Regions from separate parts of the Mus musculus genome. Here region 2 is linked to region 1. Evidence: chromatin contacts called from public promoter capture Hi-C data. All regions are on one chromosome and are shown on one strand. The core of a region is the stretch at or near the end of the contact, and the rest is flanking DNA. Distances in the headings are between cores, read along the strand shown.

Region 1 (4,779 bases), core at 676-3,175:
TTTGATTTAAATAAGTGCTTTTTGGATTCTTTTGTGTATAAATTAGGCACTAAAATGCTTAACAGCTTCTCCAAGTCCCTTGAGTAATTTTCCTGGTGAACAAAGCTGGATATTATCCCTAGGAGCACCTGGACAACCTCTGAGCACTGGGAGTCAGCACTGCTACTGTGCTGAGAGAGACTTGATGATGGTCAGAATACATAGGCTGTGTTTCCCAGCAGCTATCTTTTGACTAGTGAATATGAAACATTTTAATTTTGTTTTCAGCAGAAAAAGGAGACATTCTTATTTTCAAACCATTGCCACTAGTTCTAACTACTGGTGATTATTTCAGAGTTCTTAGCACTTCTTTCTTTGCTAAATCCCAGGACAACAGAAGCATGAACAGGGAGAGACAGGAGTGGGTTCAAGCGTACGATGACCAAGTAGCCAGAGGAGTTAATGCGAGGACTGTAGCTGCTCGTCCTGCCTGTCTCTATTCCTTATTAACTCTGCTGTCTCTGTCTTCCAGTTCCTGTCAAGTGCTGGTGTCAATTGTGTTCTTGTCTGTAGTTTTCTTTTGTTTGTTTGTTTGATTCCTACTATTCTGCACCTAAAACTGATCAACTAATTTGCTGTTTTGAACTCAGCCTTTGTCGGAATTATGGGTAACACAAGATCTTACAAACTGCTAGACTGGAATAGTTTCAATTCAGGTATTTTAATGGTCATTCAGTATTACATATGCTGACAGAAATTATGGCAGCTCAGTGAGGTTTTAGAGACATTATAGATTAACTAGATCATTCTGTGATAGTTATGTCACAGCTTGTAATTTGCATGGAAATGCATGTGCTAAATGAATCAAAACCATACCATAAATTATGAATGACTTTGCTTATGTGACTAACTTTCAGAATATAATTAAATTCTATTTATGCATTTGGCCAGTGTTTTCATATCTGGTAAGTGATACAGGCATTAGCTTTATCATTAAGCAGCATTTGTTAAATACATTAAACAACCAGCCTGATAAACCTTAAAGCACGCTTAAACTGCTCGGTAAGCCTTAATAGTATTTATTGTCTTTTAAATGACCAGGAAATGAGACTCCTAGCATTCTCATATATAATGCTAGAAATGTTCCAAAATTTCATAGCAGGACAGTTTTCTTCAGGACAATTAACTATCTATAAGCTTTCCTCTTTCCACATGAGATTTCCAGTTTTTCTTTATAAGTAATTTGAATATAGTCTGTATCCATTAACATGAAACAAACCAAAACTTTACAGCTGATGATGTGTTTTAGTAAGGCCAGTTAGCTTCTTTTGAAAAGCATATTTCTACTAATATACATATCTAAAATTATTTTTGGAATTAAAACTTCTATTTTAATTAAACACTAAAGTGGATATTTAAAGGATTTTTTTTAGTCCCTTGTCTCAGCATATCTTATAGCCAAACAAAAGCACCAAAGGGCTCAGCATTTTCAGGAATCTTACAGTGTGTGTAAGCATCGGTCAGAGTTGTGAGCTCTGGTGGCCCTTGACCGACTCTGAAGGGAGTCGTGTTCCTGATGTGGCTTTGTCAGTACAAATGCAAAGTGGTCTCAGTTCCAGACTCTTTAGGGGAATTGCCTTTGTATTCAAGACAGGGTCTTACCACTGTGCTGACATTTGTTAAAGTGAAAAGGGCTGTGTTCGAGGTACTGCCTTTTTTCTTTTTGGTGAAAAATGAAACGTACCCTATTAGATTTGTTTTATAAAGTGAGACTGTATTCCAATACATGGTTAGCTTGGTGCAATTAGAAAAATAGGTTGTGCATAAAAATGATTGGTCACTAACAACTTAAGGAAGTAAAATCTTGTAGATCAGCCACTTGTAGAGTGTGGTAGTTGGCCAGGTGACAGAAATGTTTTATAAAAGGAAAGTGCAGAAGTTAAATTCCCAGACACAAGAACACTGTCCCAGGCAAGCAGGGCAGCAGTTTGGCCAGGAGAGACATGGTTGAGGAAGCAGTATATCTTGCCATCACTGAAAGTAATATCAGATGGGAAGTGTGCAGAAGAGACGTGGGTAGGGAGCCATGTGCTGAGGAGGAGTGAGACTCTGATGGCAGACGGCTGGGTGAGCAGTGAGCCAGATACGGTACAGGATGGCTAGACATACACAGGACAGCCAGACATACAGGACGGCTAGACATACACAGGGCAGCCAGACATACAGGACGGCTAGACATACACAGGGCAGCCAGACATACAGGACGGCTAGACATACACAGGGCAGCCAGACATACAGGACGGCTAGACATACACAGGGCAGCCAGACATACAGGACGGCTAGACATACACAGGGCAGCCAGACATACAGGACGGCTAGACATACACAGGGCAGCCAGACATACAGGACGGCTAGACATACACAGGGCAGCCAGACATACAGGACGGCTAGACATACACAGGGCAGCCAGACATACAGGACGGCTAGACATACACAGGGCAGCCAGACATACAGGACGGCTAGACATACACAGGGCAGCCAGACATACAGGACGGCTAGACATACACAGGGCAGCCAGACATACAGGACGGCTAGACATACACAGGGCAGCCAGACATACAGGACGGCTAGACATACACAGGGCAGCCAGACATACAGGATGGTTACAGGATGAGGATGGCGAGTACTCATAGTGTCATCCTGCGACTGAAATAAGGTTGAGTGCAATCCGAGGTTAGAAAAAGGACTCGAAAATTCTGAAGAAAATGTGATATGTTTGGTGAATATATTCAAATAATTTTTACATATCCTCTGAATTTGGAGGTATCCTGCCATTGCTGTCCCATAATATCAAAATGTCAAGAATTGACCATGCTTCGAGCTGGAGAATGGGTCAGTGGTTATGAGCACTGACTGCTCTTTCACAGGCCCCAGGCTCAATTCCCGCAACCGCATGGCAGCTCATAGCTGTCGCTAATTCCAACTCCAGGGGATCCAGTGCTGCCTTCTAGCCTTCACAGGTACTGCATGCACATGGTAGCCAGAAATACAGGCAAACACCTAAACACAAACGTTAAAAAAAAAAAAAAAAAAGAACCTAGGCAAACAAAGATTTGACCCTTATTAGTAAGAAAAATAGTGATTAATATTATGTTTAGCACATACTTCATTTCTTGAGTTCTGTGACACTGTGAGTAATTGTGGCCTTAGTTTGATAATAGTTATCCAGGAACACACACACACACACACACACACACACACACACACACACACACAGAATTCAGAATGAGAAACACTTGTTAGGTGCTAGACTTCCGTAAAAAAGTATTAAATGTTTTACTGTGTTGTATACAGTGTGGAAGCAGGCATGATTAACCAACCATGTTGGTGTCTGTTCTGATTCTTAAGCTAATTTTTGAAGGCTGTGCATATCAGATTTTCATAGGTTTCTAATCTTTCAGTAAGATACTTAATGCTGTATGAATGCATATTCTATTGTGTCCCAAACCTCTAGCATTTGTGAGTCAGTCTGAGGCAGTGCTTCTCTGTTAGTTGGATAGCTACTTTATAGACCACAAAGTGTTCCGTGACTGAGTCCTCCTGCCCATTGCTTTTGTTCTAGCCATCTGGTCCCATGTTGACCACAGTGATGGGACGTTTTATGCACTAGGAAGGAGCGAATCCGTCCCAGGAATCTGAGAATTGATTGTGATGTGACTTTCTGTTTTCTCATTTTTCTGTTCTGAGAACAAAATTTGAGAAAATCAGGAGGACATAAGCATCTGTAAAGGAGCCTGAAGTGTTACTGTTCTTTGTGTGACACCCAGGGCTGTGATGAGATCGTGACAACATGCCTTGGGTCTTCCTGGCAGACACTGCCTCTCTGCAGAGCTGGAGATGAGCTGAAGAGGCTTGAACGTATCTGGATGCTTTCCAGTAGCGGGTCATTCGAGTCTCAGATCTTAGAGGGAGACTCCAATCCTATTGTGTGGGTGAACAAAACAAAACAGTGGTTTCCTTAAGGTGTCAGGAAAACATAACCAAACCACAATCAAAGCCTACATGACCTGGCTTTGGGACTTACACTTAACCGTGGATGATGGACATGGGTTTGCTGGTGAATGTGGCAGGCCTGTCAGCTGCCTGTCAACTTTCAAGCAAGGGGGCAGGTGATTTTTGATTTAATGTCATGTCCAGAATAAGGAAAACCAAATTAGTTAGATTGTTGGTTTTTGGTTTTGAGAATTTTTGAAGTGTTAAGAATATTTTAGATGAATCTTGAATTTTATGGCATATACTTTTTCTTCTTAAATCATAATAAATAGACTTGAGTTATAAGGCAACCTTTAGTGGTTTGAAGTTAGAAAATGTTGGGTTTTGTTAATCACTATTATGCTTTTTAGAAAGCTCATTTTGGGAGCAAAAACTCAGTTAAAACCTTGACAAATAAAATTATTACTTTACAAAATATTTAATTGTAAGAAAATGTGAAGAACTGGGCAGTGGTCACATGCCTTTAATTCCAGCACTGGGGAGGCAGAGGCAGGCCTGGTCTACAGAGTAAGGTCAGGACAGCCAGGGTTATGTAGAGAGACCCAGTGTAAAATCAAAACCAAGAAAAGAAAATGTGAGCTAGCTGATGTGTCAGGAGATAACATCTGACTTTATTCATTCTCTTTTGTTTATTTTGTTGTAACAACCCTAAAACACTCTTATCTGTCAGTGACGGCTTTGGCACACTCATGTGAGTTGAGCACTGTCCCGGCACCAGGAGCACTGTGAAGCCGGGTGGGCATCCTG
Region 2 (4,508 bases), core at 718-3,217, 2.2 Mb before region 1:
AATTTAACAGGTGTGTTTAACTAATAATATTAACAGTGGGAGTAGGGAGAGAGGGGAGGAGTAATATAATACCAGGATGGTATACCTTGTTGAAGAATGACTTAAAACTATGTGGCTTGAAATTATTATATAGATAAAACTTGGCATTTGTAACTTGTGAAAGCTTTTAGAGACCTGCCTTAGTTCTCCTTCCCAATTGCTTTTCCCACAGAGTATGAGTAATAAAAGATTCGCCTACCCCTGCCCCATGCACTTTGATGGTAATTTATGATACAGTTGATTTTCAGGAATTTTTAGTTTATTTTTGCTGCTGGGAAAAACCTTTAGTTTGCAAACTAGAAAACAACTTAATTGCTGCAGAGACCTGCATGGAGTCCTGGAAGTTATCAAAGTTGGATGAGTGCATGGCTCAAAGTCACGGGCTATTCCAGGAACATGGATATGTGCAAGGAGGAGCTGTAAGTCCTTTCTCCCTGGGGACTTTGAGTAAAGGAATGATGGCGTTGTCATTTTAGTAGGACACTATTATTTCTAATAGGGGCTTGATGCCCAATGATGTTATTCTGCCCCATGATGTTCAAGTGACCAAAAAAAAAAAAAAAAAAGCTGAAGGAAATGGAGACGGCAGTGTATTGTTTCAGTGGTCTAGTGAACTAGACTCAGTATTCCTTCAGACTGTACTGGAAAACTGTCCTGTCAGATTTCCCCATACCAGAGGTTGTGCGACCATACGCCTTTAGATGGTACAGGTACATGACAGGAGAGAGGGGCTAGTACAACCCGTGTCAAGATGAAGAGATGCCAGAAAGCAGCCCTCTTATTACTCACAAATCCTGCCCAGGGACTAGAGGACATCAAAACTCAAAAAAGCATGCACAGAGTCTTGAACCATGGGATCTAACACATCTCTACTATTAGTTTTCCTCTTAGGAGAGAAGTTGATAATGACACAGTGATTTTGAGTAAGGCCATTTCTCCTGAGTCACCATGTTAATTACTGTACTTCCACACCACTTCCTAGTTTAGTCTGAGGTTTTCTGTCACTAAACACTAGTAGTTGCTTTGTTGAATAATTCAAAACAAAGGCTACCTTCCATACCTCAACAGCTAAGATAAAACAAATTTGAATTTATATGCAGTAGGTGTTAAGTTTTTATCTCATTACCAAGGTTCGGAGGGCAGTAAGGTCTTAAGTGTTGTGCAACCAATGACCTTAACCCACAAAAACTAGCTGTCAGTCCTACTGAACAGAACATTTAGTTTATGTAAGGGACAGAGCATTAGTACTCTATCTTGGGTTAGACGGGCCGTAAGCTGGGGTTGGGTTAAAGAACTGTCTCCATTCCTCTACGTCTCAAGTGCCTTTTCTTATGGAGAAGGGCTGAAATTCTGCAGGCTGCCACAACAGTACAGCGCTCCGTGACCTTGGGACAACAATGGCTTACTGGTTCTTAGAAGTCACGTTAAACTAGTGTGTGAGCAGCTCTTGAGAAGGGCGAATGCTTTGCATAGAAACTAAACTCCCACGATCAGTGAAGAATCTGTACTACTTTAATATCAAGGTAGCGACCCTCTTGGAGCTCGCCTTTGTGGCCAGATGACTCCCTGGGGGACCCGCCCGGAACCTATGGCTTCACCTAGTCGTGAGCTGGCGCCATTCCCCAGATCCCCCGGGAAGGGCTCGTCCAGACGCAAAAGAAGCGAGGAAGAAACCTTTTTACAAGGCTGGCCGTGGCGGGCCTCGGCTATAACCCCAGCTCTCAGGAGGAAGCTGAGGGATGCCCGCGAGTTCCAGGTCAGCCTGCGTTTCAGTGTGAGACGCAGCTCTCCCCACGCCCGGAAGCCCTCGCCTAAGGCATACTTCACCACCAGCAGGTCTGGGGTCCAGACGACAGCTTGCTCAGACCGCCTCACTCCAGCGCTTTGCGGCACCACGGCCGTAAATGCTCCGACCGTCTGCCGGAAGTGGGCGGAGCTGAGAGGCGGGGGTGGGCTCAGGGCGGGACTACAGGCAGCAGTGTATGGGACTCGAGGCCGCTTTCTTTGCTGGGGCGGGGCATCAGGCGGAAATGGGCGGGATTAGGTAAAAGCCGCGATGTGGGCGTACCTTATGTGGGAAGTGTGGCTTGTGTAACCAGTCTACGACTTGGGCAGTACTCACCGGAAGACTACAGTGCGATTGCGCAGGTTGTCCTTCGCAAAACACTGGGAGTTGTGAGTGGGCGTGGCCTGTCGTCTTGACAACCGTGAGCGTTCCTGCTCTGCAGAGTTCACTTATCCCTAAGCAAAGTTCCTGCTTCTGTCATGGTAAGCCAGGAAAGTGAGGGAGACAGGAAAGGGGCAAGTGCGGATTCCACTTCAGCGCTGTCGAGGGAGGGCAGGCAGACAGGGGCAGTGCGATCCAGAGGTGGCGAGATCCAGATCTTTGCAGTGACTAAACTTTACTAGCTTCCGGTGATGTACATTCCCACTTTGGCTCTGACTGCCTTGTCAGAAAAGTTTTCATTCCAACGCAGAACAATATGGAGCAAATTTCGTGTGTTGTTTCCCATTCTCCATCAAGAGATCATCAATTATCACACTCGTTGAGGGGAGATTCAGAGTGCATTATTTGTGTTTGCTGGCTGGAAGCCAGAGACACACAAAGGAGAATATTACAGCCCTCCGGCTCTGTCAGTTAAGCAGAATATCAGACACAAGCTTTACCAAGGTAACAGCTGGTGTATCTAAAGCGGAGTAATCAAGCTATTAAGGGTAGGAGAGAAGAAAAGATTGGTGCTTTTCAGTCTCTTTTAAGATATAAGTATGTATTTTCTGTAAGTGGTGGGAAGAAATGGGTAGTGAAGGCCTCCCCTGGCAAGACCCCCAATGGGTCATCAGCCAAGTTAAGACTGCTGGCAAATTACAAGAACAAGCACGTATTTGCTACATCGAAAGGTGGATTTAATTTCTTTTTCCTATCTACATAGCACTGTTTCTCAAAGACTTCCAAGCCATTTGGGGGAATATTTAAAATGTAGATTCCAGGAGGTTGCAGCTTCAAACCTAACTGTATCATGGGGCTTCCAGGAAACAAAGTACCATAAACATGTTTGCTTAAACAGTAGAAACTGCTTACCTCACCATTCTGGAGACTGAACATCTGGGGTCAGGGTGTCAGCATGGGGGCAGGGATTTATTCAGATCTCTCTTCTACTTCTAAATAGTTCTTTAGTGTGTAGCAGTGTAAACTCATTTTTTTCATACGATGCTTATTTTCTTCATGAGGGTCTGTATCCAAGATTCCTCTTTGTAACCTGTACCAGCCATATTGAGCCAGAGGCCTGTCCAGTTCCAGTATCAGCTCTTCTTAATTGGGTGAAATAATTACAGACCCTTTTCATAAGCAGGTCAAACGCTAACACACAAGAAGTTAAGATTTTAGTATATGAATTTGAAAATGCATAATTCAACCCCACAATCTAAGGAAGTATACAATTCAGGAAGGGAAGCAACTATACTGTAAGTCCAAGAGGACAAATTTCTCAAAAAGCTTGTCAGGAAGTCCTTTGCCACTTGAACGTTGAAAAGTTTTACTACTGATGGCTCTTATGTTTATGTGAAGGATAAAGATAGGACTTTCCCCACACCTGTTTCATGTTAGAAATACTAGTGAGGGATAAAAATGTGCCCATCATCTTTAGGATATGCTCTTTGAGGAGGATATTTACATAGCCTACCATACAGTATTTGTTTCAAGATGGAAATATGTTAACAATGTGTCAGGGAATACTACAGCCAGGATAAAAATTATTTGTAAAAATCACATGAGAGCAAAGCCTCCCTCGTTGCTCTCTCCCTGATGAATATTTATGGAGAGAATTTCTGAAATGTGTGCACCTTGCAGGAAGATGTCGTCTAAATCTCATTTACTGTGTGCCAAATTTGGCACTGGCATTTTAGAATGATGTTCCCATGGCTCGAACCAGCCCTTCCTATGTGCAGCTCTTCAGATATGTAAACTGTGTAATTTACACTCAGACGGCCTCTTACAGGTTCTTTACCAGAGAGCTGATGGGCACACAGGCCTTCTCAGGAGTTTACGAATAGCATCACGGGAAATACCTGTACTTGTAAATCAGTATTGAAGGACAGAGCTTTCCAAAAAGAGCAGACTGACTGTAAATCATGTGGCTGGGCAGTCTTCACTTCATCGTTAATTGGCAAACTTGAAGAAACTGATTCTCTCCCCATTTTTAAAAAAAAATACTATCAATCTTATGTAATAGAAAGGTTTCTTTTAGACAGCCGCTACATCTGCAAATTTGAAATAGTATCAATAGTCAGTAATGCGTGGAGATTTAGGGCATCTTTTCAACCAGTCCTTTTTTAGCTTGCTCTCCTATCACAGACTCATTGATATAGGAAATTGTATTGACTAACTCAAAAAGATGCTTCGTGAGAAATCTTGTGGGTTTTCTTGCCTGTGTTTTCAGTTTGTTCTGACTTCTTTTTATAGTATTTTTTCA

The links. Promoter capture Hi-C pulls out the DNA fragments that hold promoters and counts their contacts.
Region 2: a promoter capture Hi-C map of the C10 cell line shows a contact between it and region 1, with 5 times the contacts expected there. The contact joins the promoter of Etfrf1 here to the enhancer-like site in region 1. A contact is called at or near these places in 5 of 39 promoter capture datasets (the C10 cell line, embryonic stem cells, hippocampal neurons and 2 more).

What each region holds. Positions count from the first base shown.
Region 1 is chr6:143,055,062-143,059,840 of GRCm38.p6, reverse strand. C2cd5 (C2 calcium-dependent domain containing 5) reads left to right here. Exons shown (of 29, transcript NM_001362113.1): 12 at 630-695. Among named protein-coding and RNA genes, the nearest start is that of C2cd5, 43 kb to the left of the region's middle. Within about 2 kb of position 1,925, at least 17 of the 459 cell types and tissues checked have an H3K27ac peak or open chromatin away from gene starts, as enhancers often do.
Region 2 is chr6:145,208,606-145,213,113 of GRCm38.p6, reverse strand. It overlaps Etfrf1 (electron transfer flavoprotein regulatory factor 1), which reads right to left and starts at 1,967. Exons shown (of 3, transcript NM_133688.3): 1 at 1,862-1,967. It overlaps Casc1 (cancer susceptibility candidate 1), which reads left to right and starts at 2,144. Exons shown (of 16, transcript NM_177222.4): 1 at 2,144-2,307. The coding sequence starts at 2,305.